3 separate regions of the Hordeum vulgare genome follow, and regions 1 and 3 are each linked to region 2. A link is a contact called in public Hi-C data. All regions are on one chromosome and are shown on one strand. The core of a region is the stretch at or near the end of the contact, and the rest is flanking DNA. Distances in the headings are between cores, read along the strand shown. Region 1 holds the start of LOC123444478. Region 2 holds the start of LOC123444475 (mitochondrial import inner membrane translocase subunit TIM50-like). Region 3 holds the start of LOC123444476 (UDP-arabinopyranose mutase 1-like).

Evidence for each region. A called contact is a pair of places that touch in the nucleus more often than the background predicts.
Region 1: a Hi-C map of leaf shows a contact between it and region 2, with 9 times the contacts expected there. The contact joins the promoter of LOC123444478 here to the promoter of LOC123444475 in region 2. A contact is called at or near these places in 4 of 6 Hi-C or Micro-C datasets (leaf and seedling) and 1 of 1 datasets of contacts at active chromatin or transcription factors (embryo).
Region 3: a contact with region 2 is called in a Hi-C map of leaf, with 10 times the contacts expected there. The contact joins the promoter of LOC123444476 here to the promoter of LOC123444475 in region 2. A contact is called at or near these places in 4 of 6 Hi-C or Micro-C datasets (leaf and seedling) and 1 of 1 datasets of contacts at active chromatin or transcription factors (embryo).

Annotation. Positions count from the first base shown.
Region 1 is chr3H:498,116,239-498,120,285 of MorexV3_pseudomolecules_assembly, forward strand. It overlaps LOC123444478, which reads right to left and starts at 1,959. Exons shown (of 8, transcript XM_045121198.1): 1 at 1,799-1,959; 2 at 1,624-1,706; 3 at 1,492-1,530; 4 at 1,341-1,393; 5 at 1,176-1,239; 6 at 1,017-1,059; 7 at 884-931. The coding sequence starts at 1,879. It overlaps LOC123444477 (RHOMBOID-like protein 12, mitochondrial), which reads left to right and starts at 2,132. Exons shown (of 8, transcript XM_045121197.1): 1 at 2,132-2,614; 2 at 2,700-2,814; 3 at 2,897-3,016. The coding sequence starts at 2,259.
Region 2 is chr3H:497,614,819-497,619,026 of MorexV3_pseudomolecules_assembly, forward strand. It overlaps LOC123444475 (mitochondrial import inner membrane translocase subunit TIM50-like), which reads right to left and starts at 1,416. Exons shown (of 11, transcript XM_045121195.1): 1 at 928-1,416; 2 at 754-842; 3 at 317-353. The coding sequence starts at 1,222.
Region 3 is chr3H:497,986,005-497,990,483 of MorexV3_pseudomolecules_assembly, forward strand. LOC123444476 (UDP-arabinopyranose mutase 1-like) reads right to left here and starts at 2,402. Exons shown (of 3, transcript XM_045121196.1): 1 at 1,972-2,402; 2 at 1,439-1,858; 3 at 654-1,334. The coding sequence starts at 2,274. The coding sequence ends at 987.

The sequences.
Region 1 (4,047 bases), core at 709-3,208, 500 kb after region 2:
CATGTTCTCATGCTATACCTTGGAAACCAACAAAATCATGTACATAACGTAACATTCAGAACAAGAAGACATGGTGTGCATTTTCATTTAGTTGAGATAGCACTACCATGACAAAACACCTATTCCTAATCTAAGAATGCCAATAATGTCACTTGACCAATATCACAATGCATCTCAAATAAAAAAAGATATAAAAAGGCAGATCAAGGGCATATGAGGAATACTTGAGGTTTTGCTCATGTGATGAGTGAATTTAGTATAACTATGAACAAACCTGTTTGTTTTGATTTCTTTGCGATAGGGTTTGTGCTAAATTTATGTGAACAGAGTTTCATCATGCACACAATTTATATAACTGAAGCCCCTCTGGAAATTCAACTTCCCTATTTGACCATCTGAGTGATGATACAGTGGCATGTAACATGCTATAATATAGGAGGTGCAAATTTAAGTGCAATATATTTAAGTTATTTTAACAGGCACAATGAATGAATGGAATTCATCTTTTAGGAAGAAAGAACTAGTTATGTACTTATGTTAAACACGACTATTCAAGCTAAAGATCCGAGGAGTCGTACTCGGATTAACATAGATTGAAAAGGAAAATTTAGAATGTGCTAGGCTCAAAATTGAGAGGTGGGGCCTTCTATTGATTTCAAGAGGTGGATTAAGGAAAGTCTGTTTTATACTCCTCAAGTTTTCCTCTTGTCTAAATCTCAAGAAGAGTAGAGGGGGTCAAAATGGACTTGTTCCTTTATTCAGATTCAAACTTATGGGCTTATTAGGTCAGCTTAGAACCAGCATCAAGGAGAGCATAGAAAGAAGCGCAAGTGCATTGAAAATAAACTTATCCAGCAAGAAAAATTAAATAGCAAGTGCTCACAAGGCGAATCAGTGTCCTTCGCTCCCTCTCCCTAGCATATCTGATGGCCTATAAAATAATTCACTGGTCAGCACAAAACAAATGGATTTCTCAAGGTTCACAACAATCCTCCTCCATTATAGAAGAATCAAACCTCCTCTAGTGCTTTGCGCTCACTGTCTTCTTCCTCAGCATCCCTACAGGATGACACAGAATCATTACAATACGTAAAATACAATAAAACACAGTTCAAATTCCAGTTACGGTGTAGCCAGTACTAGTGTAGCAACAAAATGAAATAGCGGGGAATCACCTTCCAACAAGCTGCTTAACAGAGGTGCAGCACTTGGCACAAATCCCAAGCTCCTTGGAGCAACCTGCATTAAACAGAGACCACACATAGACATATATCAGCAACAATCAAATGGTACACCAGCACCACCGAAACAGGACATATCACTGAGCAGCCGGAATTAACCTGTACAGACGTTGTGGTACGCCTGCCGGACGTTTCGTTTACTGCACTTCTGGCTGCAAAAATAAAAAGAAAACCATAAGCATCCATCACAATCCCCCTCTAACAACGGTTCCCAAATACTATGCCGCAACCAAGCGGGCAAGAAAGCTACCATTTTGTAGGCTCGACAATCGGCTTGTACTTGCCGTATCTGCAAAAGATGAGACGAACAGATCGGACCGAGGAACACAAGTAAACCAACGACCTAATGAATGTATATAACAAAGGGGGGAGAGCCCCGTACTTGCGCTTCCAGTCGATTTGGTCCCGGCAGCGCTGGCAGACGCCGGTGATCTCCGACAGAGGCCGGAACCTGCCCCCGGGCTCCTGCGCGAGCAGCGGCGATGATTGCGGCGGTTAGGCCCCACAAGAACGGAAAAAAAAGACGGGCAAGGGAGGGAGGCGGGTCGCCGGCTTACGGTCTCGTTGATCTTCCGGCCGAGGTTGGGCTTCCATGCGTAGCTGTTCTGGTGCTTCGGGGGACCAGTTCGCTTCGACATCTCTCCGCCTCGCGCCGCCGCCGGGAGTCCTCTCTGCTTACCCCTAAAACCTCGCTGCGGCGGCTGCGCGGCGCACTGCTACCTGTATAACCGTCCGTGTTGGATCCAACAACTATGTCTAATGGGCGTCGGCCCAGGCCCTGGAGCGAGAGAGATAAAATTCGAACTTGGGCTCCGGAAAACATGGGCCCAATAGTCTCACGGCCCATTTGTTCCAGACTGTGATATTGACTGCCGGTCGACCCCACTGCCCCCATAGTCGGAGATCGGAAGGGAATCAAAACCGTACCGGTGGCTACCGCCCGAGGTCGGGGAGTCGGCGGCGGAGGCAGGCAGGCAGGCAGGCAGGCAGCCAACCCGTGTCTTGGTGGAAGCAGAAATGGCGATGCGGAGGAGGCTGCCGCAGTTCCAGACCCTCCTCGCGCAGCAAGCCCTACGCAGCGCCATCCCAAAACCCAGACCCCTAGCCAACCCCCTCATGCGCCCCCTCCACTGCCCCTCCACGCCAGCAGCCGCCTCCCGCTCCCCGCTGTCCCACTCCCTCTGGCGCAGCCCAGGCAGCGGCGGGACGCTCCTACCGGTGAGCGCAGCGGCCGTCGCGGCGGCCGCCCGGGCCGCCACCAAGCGGTGGCTGACCGCGCGCGCCGCCGGGTCGCTCGAGCTCTTCTCGCTGCAGCGGAGGAGGTCCTCGGACTGGCTCTCTTCGTCCTCAACCTTCCCCCGCCGCGTACCCTGGTGAGGTTTTGGCTGGTGGTACGACTTTATTACATGGGGAAAGTTTTGGGTTGTTTGGTCATTTTGATTTCCGTGTCTCCTGAAGGGGGCGCTGGCTACCATCAGCGGACGGGATGGTGTTGATGCTTATGGGCGCGAATGTGGCCGTCTACATGCTCTGGCACATGGTCGATCCGATTTTCATGAAGGAACATTTCACGGTAAGCGATCAATCGAAGGGGCCTTGCTTTGATTTCACAAGTGGTTGTTGAAGTGTAATTTGATGAATGTTGCAATGTGCAGGTTTCGCTGGACAATGTCAAGAGTGGGCGGTTGCACACATTGCTCACGAGTGCCTTCAGCCAGTTTGTCCCAGGTCACCTCTTCAGCAATATGATGTGTCTCTACTTCTTCGGTTCAAGCGTAAGAAGTTTACTCTTTGTCTATTATTGCATTGCGGAAACATGCTTTATATGTGATAAGTACAGTGCACATACATGCATACATACCTAGTTTCCCCTGAGTGCACCACCTTGTGGTAAAAACATCAAACATGGTCACCTACACTTCCTGAACATACAATGTAAAAGGTGTATAATACACTATTTACTTCCCCAACCATGTGACATTAGCTTATCTATGTTCTTTTCAGATCAATATCATCTTAAGAAGTTAAAACTGAGACATGACCAAGGAATAGTCACAATAATGTATGGTTAGTAAAATGCTTTTTCGCACTGCACCCTTCTGTTGTAGAATACTAGTTGCCAAGCCGCATGCCTGCAGGGGCTAGCGACTTTGAAACGAACTAGTGGCAGGGGCGCGCCCTTGGCGCGCCTCTTAGGCGTGACTGTGCGTACTAATCTTGTTGATGTAGTTGTTAATGTGTTTATATAGTCCAAATGAGTGCCAATTTTCCTCGTCTACACTTGCCGAAACAGGGAATGAAAGTGTCGCTACATTTTTTTTGAGACATGCATGTGCGATGCCAGGTAGGTGGCCACACTTTTCATTTGTTACAGGACCAGTAAAAATGCATTACTGATCAATTTAAACTGATTGTAGAGATAATGAGGACCACTCATTTATAATTAGTCCAGAGGTAGTTAGCACACGAAAGAAGATCTATGAAGATGCAACCCGATGGCATAGAAAATGTATTACAAACTACTCTTATAACTTTAATAGCCCTCCAGTACCCCGGTTAAGCCAACACTTGCCTTCATCATCGTCTGCTTGAGCAGCTGTTTGTCGGAGCCATCATAGTACTCATCGATGTAGACCACGTTCGTTTTGCGGGCGTCACAGAAGATTGTTCTTCTGACGTCATAATATGTTATGCAGTGTCAAATGGAAGATCTATGTGTGGAGATAGTCACCATCCAGTTGCCCGTTCTTGTAAATTTTGTTGCCCCTGATGATTATTACTGTTTGAATGCATAAGAAACTAATAT
Region 2 (4,208 bases), core at 166-2,665:
ACGCAAGCTCCTGTTAATAAAGAAACGCGTTCCCTGGCCACTGTATACTACTCCCTCCGTCCCATAATATAAGAGCGTTTTTGACACGCTCGGACGGAGGGAGTACTTAAAAGTGAAGAGACTTGGTTATTCACTGGTGTGTGAGAAAAATTATCCAAGGTTGCCTGGAAGCTGCCAGTTTATGTAGTACTAAGCAATCATAACAGGATAGTGAGTCGCTCATTAGGTGGATGAAGAAAATGTCTGCACGATATTTGGCAATCCGCATCCAAGAGATAACAGTAAAGACAAGGAATGAGTGTGCAGTAGTCCCTACCTTTCATAGTTTCTGAATAAGCCATAGCCTTAAACTTCTGCACACATGAAAAACCATTATTGTCAGACACAATTGACGGTTGGTATCCAGTGGAGAAAGTTATTGTTGTACTCTACTTCAGGTTTTCCCAAACCCCTCAATGCAAGCCTCCCATAGAACATCATGCTCCAGACCAAAAGATTTTCACATCCTTTTAATACATGCCCATTCCTTGCTACTCAAAATTAACGACCAAATATTTTATTCCAGAAAGTGTAAGCTACAACATAGGAGATGATGCAAATCACAACAACAAAAAATACTACTACCATGCATGATATGCTATAAGTTTAGTGCACACCTCATCAGATCACATTTCCTAAAATCATCCAAATGTTGCTGCCTCATGTTTATAACAGGATAAAACAACACAAGCACCCAAAAACACGATATGTTACCTCAAAGCCGGACAAGTCCTCGCTGATTGGAATCTTCGAGTTCTTCCGGAAGTCCCGCGTCATGTGGTCCACTTCATCCAGAGAATAAGCTACAGAGACGAAAACACGAATCACACGCGCGACACCAGACCAAACCGAGCGATCCCGCGGAGGAACACGGATCGGAGATCGCACCGTATGTGACATAGCCAGTGGCGCCGAACGCGGCGGTGACGGCGGTGAGGATACCGGTCTTGAGCAGGCCGAACGCACTGCGGGCCCCCGAAGGCGGCGCCGGGGAGGGATCGCCAGCGGCGGAAGAGGACACGGAGGCGGCAGCCGCCGCATCCTTGGGAGCGAGGGATGCGTCGGCAGCGGCAGCCGCCTCCTTCGAGGCGGAGGACGCGGCGGCGGCGGGTGAAAAGGTGGAGAAGGGGGCGGCGGAGGTCCTGAGCGTGAGGGCGAGGCGCGACCTCGCGATGCGGGACATGGCGCGGCTTGCGGGAGGGGCAAGGAATGTGGGAGGGTTCGACGGGGTTTGGTTTGGCTCGCGCCGAGGGTTTAAGGAGAGAGGGGGCTGACTGGGGCGCCCGAGCCCGAGGAGGGGGGAGGGGGGAGGAAGGAGGCGGCGGCGAGGCGGTGGACGAAGGAGGTGGAAGAGTCGGGGTCTCGGGGGACTGGCTGTTGCAAGCTGACCCCACTTGTCAGAGGCTAGCAATTTCTCAGGGCTCCGGAGAGAGTGGCATATGCGTGCACGATGCGCTTTGTTTTGGACGGGGCAAGCCACAGGCATGCGGGCCAGAAGGCGGCCCACTTTAATTTCGTGTTCAGCCTTTTTGAAAGATTTTGTTTTTTGAGAGCAACTAGTTGCCGAGTACTTCTTTCAAAGCTTTTCAGCTATCATTTTCACGCGCTGTCTTTTGACGCGTTTTCAATCATCCTTATTCTTTCAAATTTTATTTTTTTAATATTTTTACATGTTTTCAGCTTTTTAGGTTGATATTTTTAAAGGTTTTTCTAAAAACATGTTTTTTAAAAGCATGGTCTTTCTTGCATCAGAGGCACGTATTTGCTTCTGCGAGAGGCACGTCTGTGTCTTCCGAAAACAAAAAATATTATTTTTTGTTTTCTTATTCCTTCGCGAGAGCCATGGATTTGCTTTCGCAAGAGGCACAACCGTGCCTCTCGGAAAAGCAAAAAAACATGTTTTTATTTATTTTTCTTTCATAAGAGGCGCAGTTTTGTTTCGGCAAGAGGGATGATTGTGTCTCTCGAAAACGACAAAAATGTGTTTTCTTTTTTTCGTGAGAGGCATGGTATTTTTCGTTTGTTTTTTTCATAAAAAAAGTTCGTCAAAACCTATGAACATGGAATCTAGTTTTGAAGATCTCGACGCGAGAAAATCCAAAAATGAAAACGGTTCAAGATTTGAACGCACGTTTAAAAGATAAAACATTTTGAAAATACGGATCTAAGTAAAAAGGGAAAACTCTCAGGTTGCGATAATTAACACACATATAGTGCGTCACTTGTCGCAACCTGAAAAGATGAAAGTGATCTTTGAAAAAGGTGCTCCTTGATTAGTGATTTTGTTTTCTTCTGTGATTGCTATATCTAAGAAATGCATGGAAAGAAGGTTAGATTAACCCCGAAGAAAATAATCCAAAAATGGATATGGTGACAAGTTTTAGGATATGTCCTACCAAATATTTTACTCAGGGCGAGATAGACATGCGGAGATGCATTTTGAGTACCGGTGGTATACAGTTCAACCCGTAAAGTGGTCAAACCTCGTCGGAGCAAACGCGTCGCCGCAGAACTGACCGGAATCTACCTGGAACTCATCGGAATTCGTCTCCGCGTGTCGGAAGAAGCCGCCTGTAGAATCCTACTCACGGCACGTCCGGGAAGCGTCCATGGCGGTGGAGAAGTTCCCGGAGGTCAATCCTCCCTCCGGCAAGGTGCCGGGAAGAGGTCTCTTAACGCTCCCGATCTCGGAAGCGCTGCAGCGGCGGAACGATGGAGAAATTCGCGATTCCAGAAGTTCTGGAAGGGTTTCCTCTCGGGACTCTAAATATAGGCTAAAGGAGGGCACTGGAGGAGGTGGGACCCACCCAAGCGGCCTCCTGGCGCGGCCTAGGGCCTAGCCGCGCCAGCAGGTCGCCTAGGAGGCCCTGGCCCCCCTCTGGCCCATCTTCGGTGATCCAAAAGCTTCTGTTTCGCTGATTTTTATATACTTTTCTGGAATTTTTTGGGCTTCGGAAAATTGGGTAAAAAACCCTACAAAATAGACATCAGCAAACAGAAACTCACACTAGGTGCACTGAGTTAGTAGGTTAGTCCAAATATGTGTAAAATGATATAAAAGTGTAGCAAAACATATAACAATGTCACCCAAAAGATCATGGAACAAGCAGAAATTATAGATACGTTTGGGATGTATCAATGCCCCTCGATGTCTAGCTTGAGTGACAGAAATATGAGACTAGGGCATGTGTTGTTGCCACCAGGGAGAAAACAATGGTGCTTGTGACCACAGTTGCAAGGATTGTTTACCTTACGCATAGTTCGTCAATGCAGTTGTCCGTTGCTTTGAGTTTACACTTTGGGTGGGGCTCGCAACTTAATACCGGCGAGATGTTCTGGATATATATCTCAAGATGGATGATTAGTAAGTATATGATGATGAATAAACAGTCTACTTGTCTTGGCATACTACCCATTACTATTGAACCTCTAACTATCAAGTAGCATAATCAGCATTGCGGTGCGTTCATAATTCTGTCAATTGCCCAACTGTGATTTGTTTACCCAAGCATAGTTGTTTATCGTCTTTTGGGAGAAAGACATCACTAGTGAACGTCATGTGACTCCGGTCCATATCACCATCATTGTTTACACCTCCATCGTTTACCGTTTTCATTTACTTCTCCGTTGCAATCACTATTACTATTCCCGCTTGTGTTTTGATCCTTTGCAAACTACAAGGGCTGAGAGATTGACAACCTCTCTGAAGTCGTTGGGAGCAAAGTTAATTGTGTGTGTGCAGGTCCACGTCTTTTGCTAGCGCCAGGGTGGGAGACACCTACTTGTTGAGCCTAGGAGTCCTCTTGGTTCGATAAACCTTACAGTTTTCGTGTGAGAGAAAACTTGTTGCTGGCTATATCTCAACCTTCCACTTGGGGTAACCAATGAGGTGCGAGAAGTATATACATCATCTCGTCATCAAGCAAAGTTTTTTGGCGCCGTTGTCGGAGACTCCAGCTTTCAAGATAGGGGAGTTGCACGCTATCTTGTACCTTTGCTTTTTAGTCTTGTTAGTTTGCTTTATAGTTTTTTGCTTTAGAGTCTTATACCAAAAACCACAAAAAATTTAGTTGCTTTGTTCTTGATTGTTGCCGCTGCTATGGGTTCCACTGAGAACACCAAGTTGTGTGACTTCACTAGTCAGAACAACAATGATTTTATCTGCACTC
Region 3 (4,479 bases), core at 1,152-3,651, 370 kb after region 2:
AAGGCGGAGTCACACTCTCCGACGCCTCGTAGGGGATAGCACTGCGGTCGACGCAATCGCGTCGTGGTGGACGTCGGCTTCTCCCAGGAAGGATCCGTCATTAACCTCACGCCGACTGGCACCGTCCGAGTTACGGGCTCCGACGAGGAAGAGTAGGGCATGGGAGACGCTAGTGTCCCATGTCCTACTTTACCTCGTCGGCAACCAAACCGACACTATGAAAGGCACAGCCAGCCGTCAGACACGGGCACGGCGAAGCTGGAAGAGGCTTAGTATAGTTTATGTTACATGTAATAGTATGAATTTAGGATTTTTAATTTGAATTATTTAGATATAGAATGTATTATTTAAGACGTAATAGATTTCACAAACGGGTCCGGTGTAAATGCTGGGTGCACATGGTACGAAATGTGGTGGGAAACATGGAGTTATTGAACACTACAATTGACACGTGGCAAAAAACCATTGATTGGCATGCTTCCCGATGCCATTGCATCTATTGTCTGCGTGACCGACAGAGTGAGAAGATGGACGCAGTCTCTTGAGGTAATCAATGCAGCGGAAGAAACACGTACATTGATGGGTGACTTTCCGGTCCAATAAATTCAGACAGAAGGAGTACAGTACTACTATACACACGGACAGTTGCAATGTTTATTCAACAACCTTTTATTCTCACATTTCAGTGTACACAAGATTACACGGAAACATTAGCAGCCACAAGTATAACCGTAGGAGTACTAAACCTTGATAAAACAACGTCATGGTTTGATAATAATGAAATTAAAGAAGGGGAAAATTAACGCGACCCTTAACGTAAACGTAAGATAGAACGGCAGCTAATGTTTTGTAGTACACAACAGCCTGAACCTGGATACCTGATGCACGCACTGAACCTACGAACTGACGAAGCACGCTCGCTACCGGTATACGCCGCCCCACCGCCTGCTCAGTATGCTAATGCAAAAAAGGTTCTCTCCCTCGATCTACTTCCCCTTTGGCTTGCTGCCGTTGGCGTCGGCCTCCTTGGAGTCCTTGGAGTTGAGCATGTCCCAGGCCTCGATCCAGGTGACCATGGCGTCGGCGAGCTTGACGAAGTATGGGTCGATCTTGCCGAGCTTCTCCTTGACCTGCTGCGAGAGCGAGATGTAGCACTTCTGCACGGTGTCGCACTCCTTGGTCAGCTTCGCGGCCTGGAAGAAGGGGATGATGTCCTCCTGCCAGAAGATTCCCTTGTACTCCTTCTTCAGGTTCACGAACGGGTTGCTGGCCTTGCTGTGCCAGATGTAGGGCAGCCCCGTCTTGACTCCGAGCCCAAGGTGGTCGCAGATCACCTGCACACACATTCAGACAAGTTCTTCAGTAAAAGGAAATGTACTGGCACTTGAGTGGTAAAGTAGAAATCAGAGACGATGTGTTTCAGTGTTTGTGTGGTTACCTTAACACACCAGCCGGCCCACATGTCGTCGTAGCGTCCGATGGGCTGGCCGTCGCCCATGAGGCCGAAGTACATGGCCGGGCCGATGAGCTCGCGGTCGAAGGCGAGGTTCATGCCGCACATGGGGAAGAGGGATCCCTTGGGGATGGTCATGACGGCGTCGACGTACCTGCCGTTGCGCTCCCGCGGCTTGACCAGCTGCGTGGGGGCGTCGTAGTCGGGGATGTTGAGCCAGAGGCCGTGCGATACGGCGGTGGGCACGCCCTCCCGGAGGCTGAACGGGTAGCCGCGCACGAAGTCGGCGCCCTCCTGGTATGGGTCGTACAAGGTGTTGAAGAAGAGCGGCGTGGACGGGCAGAGCAGGTTCTGGATGTGCTTGGCCAGCGCGTCGATGTCCTTCCCCGTGGGGTCCTTGGCGACCTGCAATGCCACCGCAGGACAGGAGACCAGTCAACTCCGGCCAAGAAGAGTTGATATGATATGACAACGGAAGTGAAAAAGAAAGAGATGGATCTGGTGGTGGTGGCACTCACGAAGCAGTCGTCGTCGATGGTGTAGACGTACTTCTTCTTGGAGACCATGTAGCCGAAGCAGCGGCAGGCGGAGTCCTTGAAGGAGATGCAGGAGGCCTTGGGGCCGAGGATGCGGTTGATGTCGTTGCGGTTGTAGAGCTCGTAGTCGAAGCCCTCAGGCACCATGACGGTCCTCGTGGGGTCGCCGTCCTGCACGATGATGAGGTGGTACGGCTGGAAGAAGGGCCGCCACATCTCGAGGAAGTCCAGGTTCCGGATCGTCGGGATGACGATGTCCAGCTCGTCCTTGAGCAGCGGCGCCATCGTCCCCGGCCGGCCAAAAGCCTCGGATCTCTCCTCCCTGATCCCAGATGCGAGCAGAGGAGGAGGAGGAAGGCGTGTGTGGCTTCTGGCTCTGCAGGGGGTGTGATGGGCGCTGAGAATGTGGAGGAGGAGGCGCCGTTATATAAGCCGCGGCGCGGGCTTCCTGCGCAGATCTCCACGCGTCCGGGCGGCGGTGTGGAAGTGTTCAGTGAGCAGACGGTGGCGCGCCGTGAAAGACGGATCGGGATCGCGGCGCTGGAGTGCTGGCGGGAGAAAGGAGCGGCTGGCTCGGCGCGGTCAACCGCGAGCGGCGGGCCGTCCGATCCGGAGCCAACGGCCGGATGTTGACGATCCGTTCGTTCGGCGCGTCGTCCCGTCTCCTCGTGTTTACCAAACGGCCGACTACTCTGTGCGTGGCGTGGCGTGCGCGGATCTGGTCAATGCTTACTTTCGCCTAACTTAAACTTACTGTGACGGCAATGGTAACCAACCTTTTGGAGTGGTAGCGGTGGTGTCGGTGCAGCTGGAGTGCACAGTGTATATTTGATTTCTTTCCAGTGTGGTTTTAAAGAAAAAGAAAAAGAAAAAGAAAAAGCCCGTTGAAAGTTAGGTCGTTCGGAATCTTCTCCGCCAAACTCACGTGGGGCGGGGTGTGCCGTGCGCGTCGGTGGTGTGAATGAAAGAACTCCTACGGGCGTATGTAGTATCGTATGTACGTATACACGAGCCATTTATTAGTTTTGACCGACAGGGTGTATTGTCAACTTCTACGTCCATCAATGCTCCACGCCTCCACCTGCGGTGCTCTCCCTTTCATTTCATCTAGTAGTAAGTTTCAGATTTGATCGGTCAATAGAATATCTATGCTACTGTATAGTGTATCAGTTTTGCAATGTGAAAACCTGAGCCTAAGAAGCGATTTCACATTTCACTGATCTGCGCGCGTCGGAGCGTCGGCCGAATCATGTTGACCATCATATCGAGCCATGCAACAAAAATCATTGATGATACAAAAAACAAGCAGCGATGTAGGAAATTTTAATCACGGATGCAGCAAAATCATCGTTGTCGTCGTCGTGATGTCGCAACACCGCTTTGACGGGTGTAGCAAAAAAGTTCGCGAGTAATAACAAAATGCAATTACGATTGCACCTTTCCTTGCTGGATAGAGTCGATTGAAGCTTTCTTTGTCTATTGTTGAAGCTTTTTTCAACAACGTTTGAAGCTTTTTAGATGACGGTTGCAACACTTGTATACGCGCGAGCCCGGCCATGGGAGCAGGCGACGAGGACGACAGGCGAAGGGTGGAACCGACGGAAGGGCGGCCGACGGGGGCGGGCACCGGTGATGCCGGCGGTCAACGGGGGCCGGCATAGGTGATGCTGGCGGCATCTGTGGAGGGGCGGTAGCGCAGGGGCCGCCAGATCAGAAGGATCGCGCGGGTTGCAAGCGATCGGCCAGAGCGTTCGGCCGGTGCACCGACTATAATCGTTTCCCTTTTTCTTTATGATATGCATTGCTAAACAAAATCTTATTACGATGCACCTGAACCACACACCGGAGTGATTAGTGAAACTAGAATAGCTGTGATGAAAGGTTTACTCTAAATAGGCTTTCACCCCGCTATATTAATATAGCGACCATTCGATACACCACAAGTTTCATGCTGGGGCAAACAACACAATCATGTGAAAAAGAAAGAATAAAAGATAAACAAGAGAAAAATGTGGGCAACACTAGATTAGGAAATGTTGTAGCATCACCTAACTGTTGCGCCCACCGGAGAATTCCACCACACTCCAACGCCAACGAGTTACCGCGTACCAAGCAACACCTTCAAGAAGGACGCCGACAACGACTACGCTGCTACCCGAGCGAATCCTAGGATTTCTCCCGGTACACGGAGGGGAGTGAGGGAGAGGTACCCCGACGCCCTTCAAGAAGGGTGGCTGCGCCCACAGGCGTCATCGCATTGGTGCCGACAAGACCTGACACAGAATTCTCCCGACCCCTCACACACACAGTCCAGGACCAACCCTCGGCTCCACCATGCCAAACGTCCACCAACATGCGCCACCACAGTCACGAGGACACCACCGTCGTCTAGCCACGATAGACGCTGCGAGGCCGAACGGATCAAAACAAAGCCAGCATAGAGAGCGATCGGCAGTACCGTAGCCACGTGGGAGGGGACAAACACCACCG